Regions from separate parts of the Mus musculus genome. Here region 1 is linked to region 2. The links are chromatin contacts, called in public promoter capture Hi-C maps. All regions are on one chromosome and are shown on one strand. The core of a region is the stretch at or near the end of the contact, and the rest is flanking DNA. Distances in the headings are between cores, read along the strand shown. Region 1 holds the start of Mgst1 (microsomal glutathione S-transferase 1). Region 2 overlaps Slc15a5 (solute carrier family 15, member 5).

The links. Promoter capture Hi-C pulls out the DNA fragments that hold promoters and counts their contacts.
Region 1: a contact with region 2 is called in a promoter capture Hi-C map of second pharyngeal arch cranial neural crest, with 2.1 times the contacts expected there. The contact joins the promoter of Mgst1 here to the enhancer-like site in region 2. A contact is called at or near these places in 12 of 39 promoter capture datasets (3T3-L1-derived adipocytes, the HPC-7 cell line, HPC-7-derived erythroid cells and 8 more), 1 of 15 datasets of contacts at CTCF or cohesin (large pre-B cells), 58 of 484 Hi-C or Micro-C datasets (3T3-L1-derived adipocytes, the AML12 cell line, the HPC-7 cell line and 32 more), 12 of 115 datasets of contacts at active chromatin or transcription factors (astrocytes, bone marrow-derived dendritic cells, bone marrow-derived macrophages and 8 more) and 3 of 9 other capture datasets (adipose tissue, embryonic stem cells and pancreatic islet).

The regions. Positions count from the first base shown.
Region 1 is chr6:138,138,024-138,142,433 of GRCm38.p6, forward strand. It overlaps Mgst1 (microsomal glutathione S-transferase 1), which reads left to right and starts at 2,504. Exons shown (of 4, transcript NM_019946.5): 1 at 2,504-2,583.
Region 2 is chr6:137,979,742-137,984,700 of GRCm38.p6, forward strand. It overlaps Slc15a5 (solute carrier family 15, member 5), which reads right to left. Exons shown (of 9, transcript NM_177787.4): 9 at 3,849-4,756. The coding sequence ends at 4,609. Among named protein-coding and RNA genes, the nearest start is that of Slc15a5, 98 kb to the right of the region's middle. Within about 2 kb of position 2,645, at least 9 of the 459 cell types and tissues checked have an H3K27ac peak or open chromatin away from gene starts, as enhancers often do. A contact at or near this core is called in second pharyngeal arch cranial neural crest, where this site is marked.

The DNA.
Region 1 (4,410 bases), core at 1,254-3,753, 160 kb after region 2:
TAATGAGTTTGAATCATGCCATCATGTGATCAGTAGCTTATTGCTTTTTCTTATGATATAGTCAGTAGAATGTAGTATGAATATACCACAATTAGCTTTTTTCATTCCCCTGCTCATGGATTGTTCTTGGATATCTTTCTTTGTGGCCATTCTTACTTCTTGGGTTAATATCTAGGAACAGTCTTTCTGGGATATAAATTTGTTTATATTTCTGAGAAACATAGAGACAGTTTTCCCAGCGGCATGGGATTCAGTAAGATATTCAATATCCTCTGCCACGTTGTGTTTAATTGTGACTGAATTGTACTGTCCCCCTGTTTAATGCATGTAAAGTTTCACTGAGAAAAGTGTTTCTCTCAAGCAAGTGGCCATAACAAGCAGGAAAGGTAGAAGGTAAAGCAGGTGTACATGCTAGAGAATGACCATCCCTCTGCATGCTTTATCTGCCACAAAAACACACACATGCACACACACATGTACACACACAGACACAGACACACACAGACACACACAGGCACACACAGACACACACAGGCACACACACACACACACACACACACACACACACACACACACACTGTTTTTCTAGTTACCAGAGGACTATTTGTCTTAAAGTTTGGAGGGAGTTTCTCTGAGAGATTTTTTCCCCCCTTAGGGTTAAAAGGGTGATAAGGAGAAAGGTTAAAAATTGGAATCCTTTTTACTCAAACTAAGACAAGCTAAACAATAATACTTATCCTTTTCAGTCATCTAAAGCACACCGAGGATGCAAGAGGAAGGGAAAAGCTGTGCTTGCACCCACAACGCTGGGGTATAGCCCCCCTTTAGCTTTAAACTTCATCATCAAACCAAGTATCTTGCATTCACTAAAGTGTTTGCTGAATTAAATCTATTACAAGCAAATGCTCATATTATACTAAAGACAGCAACAGATCTTTCTGCTATATGCACACGTAAAATCACATTTACCAGATGGTCAATAATTAGTAGGGCGTTACAGCAGAAACCCTTTATGTATTGATTAACTAGCCGATAGTTTGGACAAAGTTCAATGAGATCATTAGATGACTGAGATGCTCTTTGTAAAAGTGTGCCCTTGTTTTCCCACTGGCTTTCCGAAGATAAGAGTTAAGAATTTTTGTGCACCTTTCTGTGTAATCTTGCCTTCAGGATTTGTGCTGTCTTCCTTGGTGTAAATGAAGAGCTCTTTAAGTCCTTGCAGTACTAACCGCTCTCAAGGAAATTCAGAAAGCTCTGCTCCACTGCACTCAGTGTTCTGGTGTGGCCCCAGAGAGGAACTGAACAATGTTTTCAACTGAAATGAAAAGGTCGACCAAACACTCTTTTCAGATGTTCTACCAATCATGCCTTTAAAGAAACCATCTTCAGGACTGACTGACTTCAGCTTGGGTCAGCACATTGCTTCTTAATTCCTTTTAGTTTTTGGAAGGGATATAAAATAGAACTGTCTACTGAATCTTGAAAGTCAGAATCAGAGTGGGTCCTGGTGAGAAAAATCTTAGCCCTTGGGGGCTGAGGCAGGAATGGTCATAAGTTTGTGTACAGACTAGTGTGTACCACGCGTTCCAGACAGGGCTAAGTAACAAAATCCTCTCTAAAACGACAAATAAAACCAAACCAAAGAGGCACCCAGCTAAAACTCAGAAAATTAAGTGGTTCATACTGAAGAAGGAGGAGGAAGAAGACGAAGAGGAGGAAAATGAAGAAATAAAAAAGAGAATAATCGTGTAAAAGAAAGGAAGGAATAGAAAGAAAGGAAGAAAGAAAGAGAGAGAGAGAGGGAAGGAGGACAGGAGGGAGGAGGACAGAAGGGAGGGAGGGAGGGAGGGAGGGAAGAAAAGAAAAGAAAGGAAAAGAAAAGAAAAGAAAAGAAAAGAAAAGAAAAGGAAAGAAAAGAAAAGAAAAGAGAAAGACTGATTGATTCTCAGAGCAATGTGGGGCACAGGTGTAAACTGGTAAAGTTCCCGAGTGAAATGTTGCAGATGGGAACTTATCAACCTTAGAGCTCTCAGAGCTGGAGCTTGGCCATTACTGTGGGGCTCTGTGATGTGCAATAGCTTTGATGTTGCCCTAACGACCCTGCCCCCTTGCAACACTTTCCTAAGTCACTGTGAAACAAGTTAGTTGCCTAACAGACTCATAATTTCGCAGGTTTCACTTTGCACCCTGAAGGTATTCACAGCAATAGAGCCCCTCCCCCGAGATTTACATTTCCTTAAAACATTTTCTTTTTAGGTTTTCCAAATTCAACACTAAGGTCTTTTTGTTTCCAGCGACATAAAAGTTAGCAACCCCTTCCTTGCTTCCCTTCTTCCGGAGCCGGAACAGAACTGCCAAGATCCTTAGCAGAGAAAGACCCTCACCAGCCACAGCAGTTTCGGGGCGATTCAGGGGTGGGATTTGGCAAGCTCCGAAGGCGGGGCTTGGCACGGTCAGGAGGCGGGGTGATTAATAGAAAAATAGCCTGAAAAAGGGCGGTGCCAGCGCGGGTCCTGTTGGTGAAAAGTCCCAGAAGTGCACAGGCTCGGCAGGACAACTTGCAGCCCTTCTCCCTGGATTCAGGTGGGTGCTGCGCACGGCCACGGTGCTGCTCCCAGGCTAGGAGTGGGTGGGTGCAAGGGGCCGGTGGGTGGCAGGTGTAAGGCTAGAGAGTGGCTGTGCCTGTTTGAAAAGCCTTTGTTCCCTTTAGTTGTTTAAATGACCACCCCCCGCCCCCATTTTTGTGGCCCGCTCTAAATGAGAATTGTGCTTTTCTGTTCCTGCATTAAGTTTTCCTTTCTCAAACTCCAAGAAGAAACTTGGGAGCACGAGTCTTTTCATGTTTAAGAGATGGTTTTCTTATTTCTTATTTTCAAGCCCAAGTAGCATTCCCTTTGAAAGGGTCTCTTGATCTTGAGGGGAGGGGAAAAAAAATACATGCAAGTTGTAACAAGATGAGAAGTCACTGCGGTTTCAGCAACTTCTGTCCTTTCCCAGGGAGTAAAACCCTACAGTGTCCCGGGTGACTTGGACATGCAGGCCTTTCAACTTGTTGAAAAGTTGTTTGCTTTTCTAGATTCTCCTGTGGTAGGCAAGAGAAATCTCTACAAGTCTTTACACTGGTACTTTTGATATCATATGACTTACAGACTTAGCAGAGCAGCAGAGCGTGCTCTGTTGTGACTGTAGCCTGATGACCAAAGACCTGAGGGCGCAGCCCTTGGGCAGCTACTCCCCAGAGCCGCCCTCCCCTGTGGCCACTGTAGTCTGGCCCCACTGAGGCTGTAGGGAAGGTGCCTGGGACTCTGATCATGTGTGTATTTCTGTTCTTCCTCTGTTGCAGCCCTCTTTTCTGTCCTCACAACAAATGTGTTTGCTGCTTTCGATCCATTGAAAATTGAAGAGTCATGGCCTTGTGGCTGTGTGCCCAGATTTTCCAAGTTTCACAATACTGATGCAGATAGGGCAAACAGTTTTGAGAAGAAAAGAACTTTGCTTTTTCTTGGCTGAGGGCCCATGAGGAGAAAGAGGAGTATTTCTCAACTGCAGATAGCACTGGGGCAAAATATGACAACAGGAGTTACAGGAGAAGCTTCCAGGAAATGAGAAAACAGCACCCCACAATTCCTAGAATGGAATTGTGAGTCCAGGAACTATACAGGTCGGCGATGACAGGGCTCCAGAGACAGGCAGGTGGGGTCTCCAGTCTCCATTGTACCACCTGGCCTTATTTATACCCTACTCAAGCTTCTTTCCTTCAAAGTAGAAGAAAATGGTTTCTGTGTCGGAGTCTTTCATCCCAAGCTGTTTTCAGTCAACTGGTGGGCATCCCTTTGCTCTCTCCTGACAGGCATCCTGGGTAGGTGAAGAGACCCTTGTGTGATGGTGATTGTCCCGGGAGAGGGAGGGCCTAGGGCTTAGAGGGTGGACTAGCAGGCCAGGCACTGAGCTACAAACACTTTGGAAAACAGAACCCCACTGTTTTAGGATCTTGAGAGAAAGGTTTAGCCATCAGAACCTGAGACTTGACACTTGGCCACTTTTGTTATCCGCAGCTTCCGGCTGCGATGAGGTCATAGCAAACTGTAGGTAGTACCCTCTACTGCTGCATCTTCTACAGGCCTCAAGTTCTGGTCCCCTTAGGGTTGAGGGTAAGAGGCTCATCAGCCTTGGCAGGGTTGATGTTCTAGCTCCTGGGCTTGGAGTAGGGAGTCTAGACATTGAGCAACTCTGGAGTTTCTGAGTTCAGCATCGGAGTTTCTACCTTTGGCTCTTATTGTCTTTCTCACCTCTATTTTACCTCCTTTCTGCCCCAGTTGCCCCTAGCACCCCTCCGCTGTCCTTCCATGGCTTTTGTCCTGCTGCCTTGGGACTCAGTGTTCTTCCTTGGCTTCTCAGGCAGGTCGCTAT
Region 2 (4,959 bases), core at 1,395-3,894:
GAATCCCTTTGAGTTTTTCCACTGGCTTGTGAACTTCCTGGCCAGTTAAATCCCAAATGTCTTTGTTCTTCTAAACCTGGCCTCTGCGTTGCATATGGCAATCTGGGCCAGCCGTCTGGGATGTGACTCTGGTTTCAAGAACAGTGTTCAAGCTTCTAGCACTCGCTGTCATTGTGGGAAGCAGACTGTTGTCGGAGTGTTATTATTAATGAGAATTACTGCTGGACAGCTTGAACTGGAAGATAATTTATTCCCCGCGAACTTCTAATTGCGGCAAAGTGGTTCATTCACCGCCACGGCACTTGTTCCTGCCTCTCACGGCAGTGAAATCAGGCAGAGCCCAGGCTGCGGGTGAAACAAAAGGCTGGTTTCTGGAGACACAGTGAATTGGGTCAAGAAGGTTTAATTAATGTAAGAGACGCTTGAGGAATGAAGCAAAGCCATCTGGTGTGCACAGGGAACTGCCATAAATTCATAACAATCAAGGTGCCTACTATGTGCAGGGCACACTACCAAAACTGAAATGCCTGCTTCTGAGTGATCATCCCCTGCCCTCGAGTTTGAAGCCTGTCTTCTCCTCTCTGGCATTTCAGGGAGAGATGTGCTTCCCTGGTGTCTTAAATTCAGGTGTTTTCTTATTCTAGGCTTTACTTTACTATGGATCCTGTTTGGGACACGAAACTGTCATGATGATATGTGTGTTTCTTGTGTACTCTATTGGATGGTAAAAGGTGGCCTTGCTTTAGCCAAATCCTTACCTCCCGTGGACTCCATTACAGAATTGTTGCCTTGCCTTTCGCTTAAGTGCCATTAAATGGGTTCCTGATTTGCCGTTACCATGGTAATAGACGCTTGTCATAGGCTGTGGACTCACTGCTGTGTTTATGTAAGTTTGGCCACTTGTGGTTTCGTAAGCCTGAGAACAGCCTGAGTTCCATCCGAGAGATGGAATAGCAGCCAAGAGGTGGGTTCCAATGCAGCAGTGATGGCTGCTAGATGTGTATTGGGGGCTGGAGGCTCAGCAATTAAGAATGTACATCCTGCTCCTAGAGAGCCGGTTAGTTCCTTGCACCCAGGTGAGACAGCTCACAGTCTCTTGTTGGAAGACTTCCCTGAGACTATCTAAAAGCCTAGGGTCACTCTGATTGCTAAGTAAGCAAACATACTAAGAAATGGGACAGCACTGTGCAAGTCTCACCAGAATCTTCACAATTACCCATCATTCAAAGTGCCTTTCTTTAAGGCTGTTCAGAACCAGCGTAGTACTAACATCCAGATGGTTTTAATGACAGAGCTGAAAGGACACTTCTGAGTGAGGTCCCTGCTCCCACTGTGGTCCCAAGAATCTTTCAGTGGGGTGCACCTGACTATAGGGTCCACACGAGGGCAGTGTAAGGATCCATAGTACGTTCTGACAGAGGAAAATGTTTTGTCACAATCTCTGCCCCTGATGTGATTATTCTTCTCCTTCTTGTTCGAATTTGACAGTGGAGAGTGCTTCACCCACGTGGGCTGAGCTAATGTTGGTGATATCAAGTGTTGTTTGTGAAGGCAGCCCCTGCCACCCTTAAGAACAACAGTATAGTTGTCTGCGGAAATGACTGTTTCTGAAACTCTGCTCAAAATTTGTTTTTATTTATTCATTTATATGTATGTGTGTATGTATGTATGTATGCATATGTGATATTTGTTTGTGTGTGTGTGTCTGTGTGGTGTGCATGTACACTTGTGTACTCTGTTAAATAATAAAAATACTTTAAAAGTTAATGCGGGTGGTATACGCTTGTGTTTGTGTCTGCGCATGCCCATGCACACAGAGCAAGAGGAGGAGGATGCTGGAAGTCTTGTCTTATCATTCTCCCATGTATTCCCTTGAGACAGAGTCTCTCACTGAAGCTGAAGCTTACCTACCTAGTCAGCTATGCTGGCGGGACAAGCAGGGAACACCCTGATCTGCTTGTCTCCGCCCATCAACGCTGAGCATGTGTGGTCAGGCCAAACGTTTTTCTTTTGGGTTCTGGGAGTCATACTCATATTCTCACAGTATGTGCTCTTACCTATTGATCATTCTCCAGAGTTCCACAAAGTGCTGGGAATTCCAGGTTGGTAATGATGGGATGAATGCCAGAATTCAGAGTATCAAAGTGGGGATACTACAGACAAGGAAGTCAGCCAAGTAGAGAGATATAATAAGGGGAAATGGCCAAAGAGCCTGGGAGAAAAATCTACCCTCTTCCAGATCCTAGTTATTATTTTTTTTTCTTCAGACACTGTGGTTGTTGTTTTCCTGTTAAGAAACAAGGCAATATGTTGGGAAAACTTTATTGTTAAACTTGTATAATGAAAACACATGTAAAGATTGTTTGTGTATAGGCACAATGTCTGAATTAGGGCTTCACCGAATTCTTGTCAGGGAAAAAGAGAAAGATGTCTCTGTCATTAGCTGACAGAACCAGCTGGGGTCAGACCTGTGGGCTCATGGGTCACAGAAAACATTTTCCAAGCCCTCCATTCAAGTTTCAGTCTTGAACAGAAATCCAGCGTAAGGGGGCTTTTTAGGGAAGACTGGCTTCTGTCCGCCGCCTTTCAGCCGCTTTGTGAGCTGGAGAGAGTGAGCGGCTGGGAGAGGCCCTCGGAGGAAGCGGCTGGAACCTATGATATGCTGCAGGGACACAGGACTTCGCTGCCAGTGAGCACATTATGAGAGAAATACAGTACGGAACGCAGCGGGTTTCTGCAAACAAGGCATCCCTTTAAGTTAATTGGTGTTATATAGAAGCTGAAACGCTCCGCTTATTTACAAAGCTCCAGATTTATGTAAAGCAAAACCAATTACACTTAATGCCTAAACTACTCCAGGTGCTCAGAGATAATGTCGCCAGGCACTAGAGAAGAAACTGCCGTGTGAATGCACCCTGTTCCCAACCGAAGCGTCTGTAGTTACTGCAATTTAGCTAATCACAAGTGTCAACGCCAACCTGCGAGTTCTCAGCTCTTCTGCTGCTTGCTTTGGGTCAATTTTATAATTTCTGATGTTCTTTCATCGCAAAGGAAGAGCGAGAGTGTAATGAACACCTTTTTTTTCCCTCCCCATTACAATGTAGAAATTAAGGAGATGAAGGGACATTTGGGGAAGGGCCAAAGTCGTCCCGGTCCTTTTCTAACAGCCAGAGCACGCTGTGGCTTTTCATTTACACCAAGATGAGGCGTTTGGAACTTTCTTGATCTTCGGGATGTTCATTATGAGACCAATGCGCTAGATACTGCATTAATGAGGCTCCTTTGGGGTGTTCATTAAGCCCAAAACTGCAAGCTTGGCATTTAACCTTTCACAGCGAGGAAAGTTGTAAGAGCAGCAGGCTCAGCCCCACTGTTTTGCCAGGGAATTGTGCAAAACAACGAATAAGTTGTGGGGAAGAATTTCTGCCTATAGAGCTGACTTTATAAACTTGTCCTCCAAACAAAGGAACACATAGCAAGTAGCTGGAATAAGAAAAACGCCTGGGGTTTGACTGCGCTTAGAGCATTTAAAAATGCACATTGTAACCTAATCAAGTTACAATTGGCTACATTTCTTACTCCATGGCTCTAAACATTGGACAGATCAGCAAGAGAGGCATTCAATCACAGTCTCTTGGAATGAACAGTTAAAAAAAATGCTCTTGCCCAATCTAGCCTGGTTCTGGAGAGGAAGTCAAGGAAGGGTGCTGGGAGAACCTTTAAAGTCTGGGCGGCAGTATGGAAGAACTTAGGGTAGCGTCAACAAGACATGCAGTTTGGGGAGAAGACAGAGTCGCCTAAAATAGGAGGCTGAAAACCAAACTTTGTCACATACTGAGGCAAATTGTGATAAAGAGATGACAGGACATTAACTTTATTCAATAATAATAATAATAATAACAACAACAACAATAATAATAATAATAATAATTGTATGGCCTAGAGAGGCATCTGTCTGTATTTCCACTTCTTTGATCATCCTCTGCTACATAGTTAAGTTTGAGGGCAGCCTGGGCTCTATGAGATCTTGTCCCAAACCTGATAAGACCAAATAAAACCAAACCAAACGACCTCTATTTTAGTAACATTGCTTTTAAATTCTGAAGAAAGTTTCTTAATCAAGATATATTTTAGTAGAATGCCAAGGTCAAATATAGCAGAATTCTATACACATTTATTATCTAAACATCATATTACTTATGGTTTATAATACCTAGAATGCAATAAAGCCTTAGTGAATATACAGAAAGAAGAAGTAGAAGCATATTGTTTCTTAGCTTCTAATGACATTAAAATTATAAATAAATCTTTCATATCACCTTCAACTGCTGAACCACTGTAATGATTATACAATATGATTGACACGCTAACATGGAAAATGATTGTTTCCGGTCACAGAGTAATCACCAAGACTTTAAAATCGCTTTATTAGTTCAAGAGCATAATATATCATTAAAAGTCATCATAGTTTATTGGAAGGATCATAATTATTCATTGTAAATAAAGTACACTCTTCTTTATGTTGACTTTCCCAGTGAAACGTATGAAGTATTCGATTGAAGAAGAAAATAGTGGATAACGGGTCTCACAAGAGAATCAAATCCAGTTTCAGAGGGCTGTCTCCCAAAGATCAATACTTGAAGATGCTCCCTGTGTACTGCCATAAAACTTCAGAGACTTCTCAGTGAGGAGAAGAGTTTCTTCACAACGATTTCCACGGATGCGCTGGGCATTAAAATGATTTAGATTACAATATCTGAGAGAGAGAGAGAGAGAGAGAGAGAGAGAGAGAGAGAGAGAGAGAGAGAAAGAAAGCTTTCCTTAGGAGCAGATGTAGATGACTTGATAAATCACGGGCTTCCCTCCCTTGCTTGCCTACCTTTTATGATGGGATCGTAGATACTGGCACCGGAGAGATGATTATTTAAGAGGCTCACCCGGGCAGTCTTTGTACAAGGA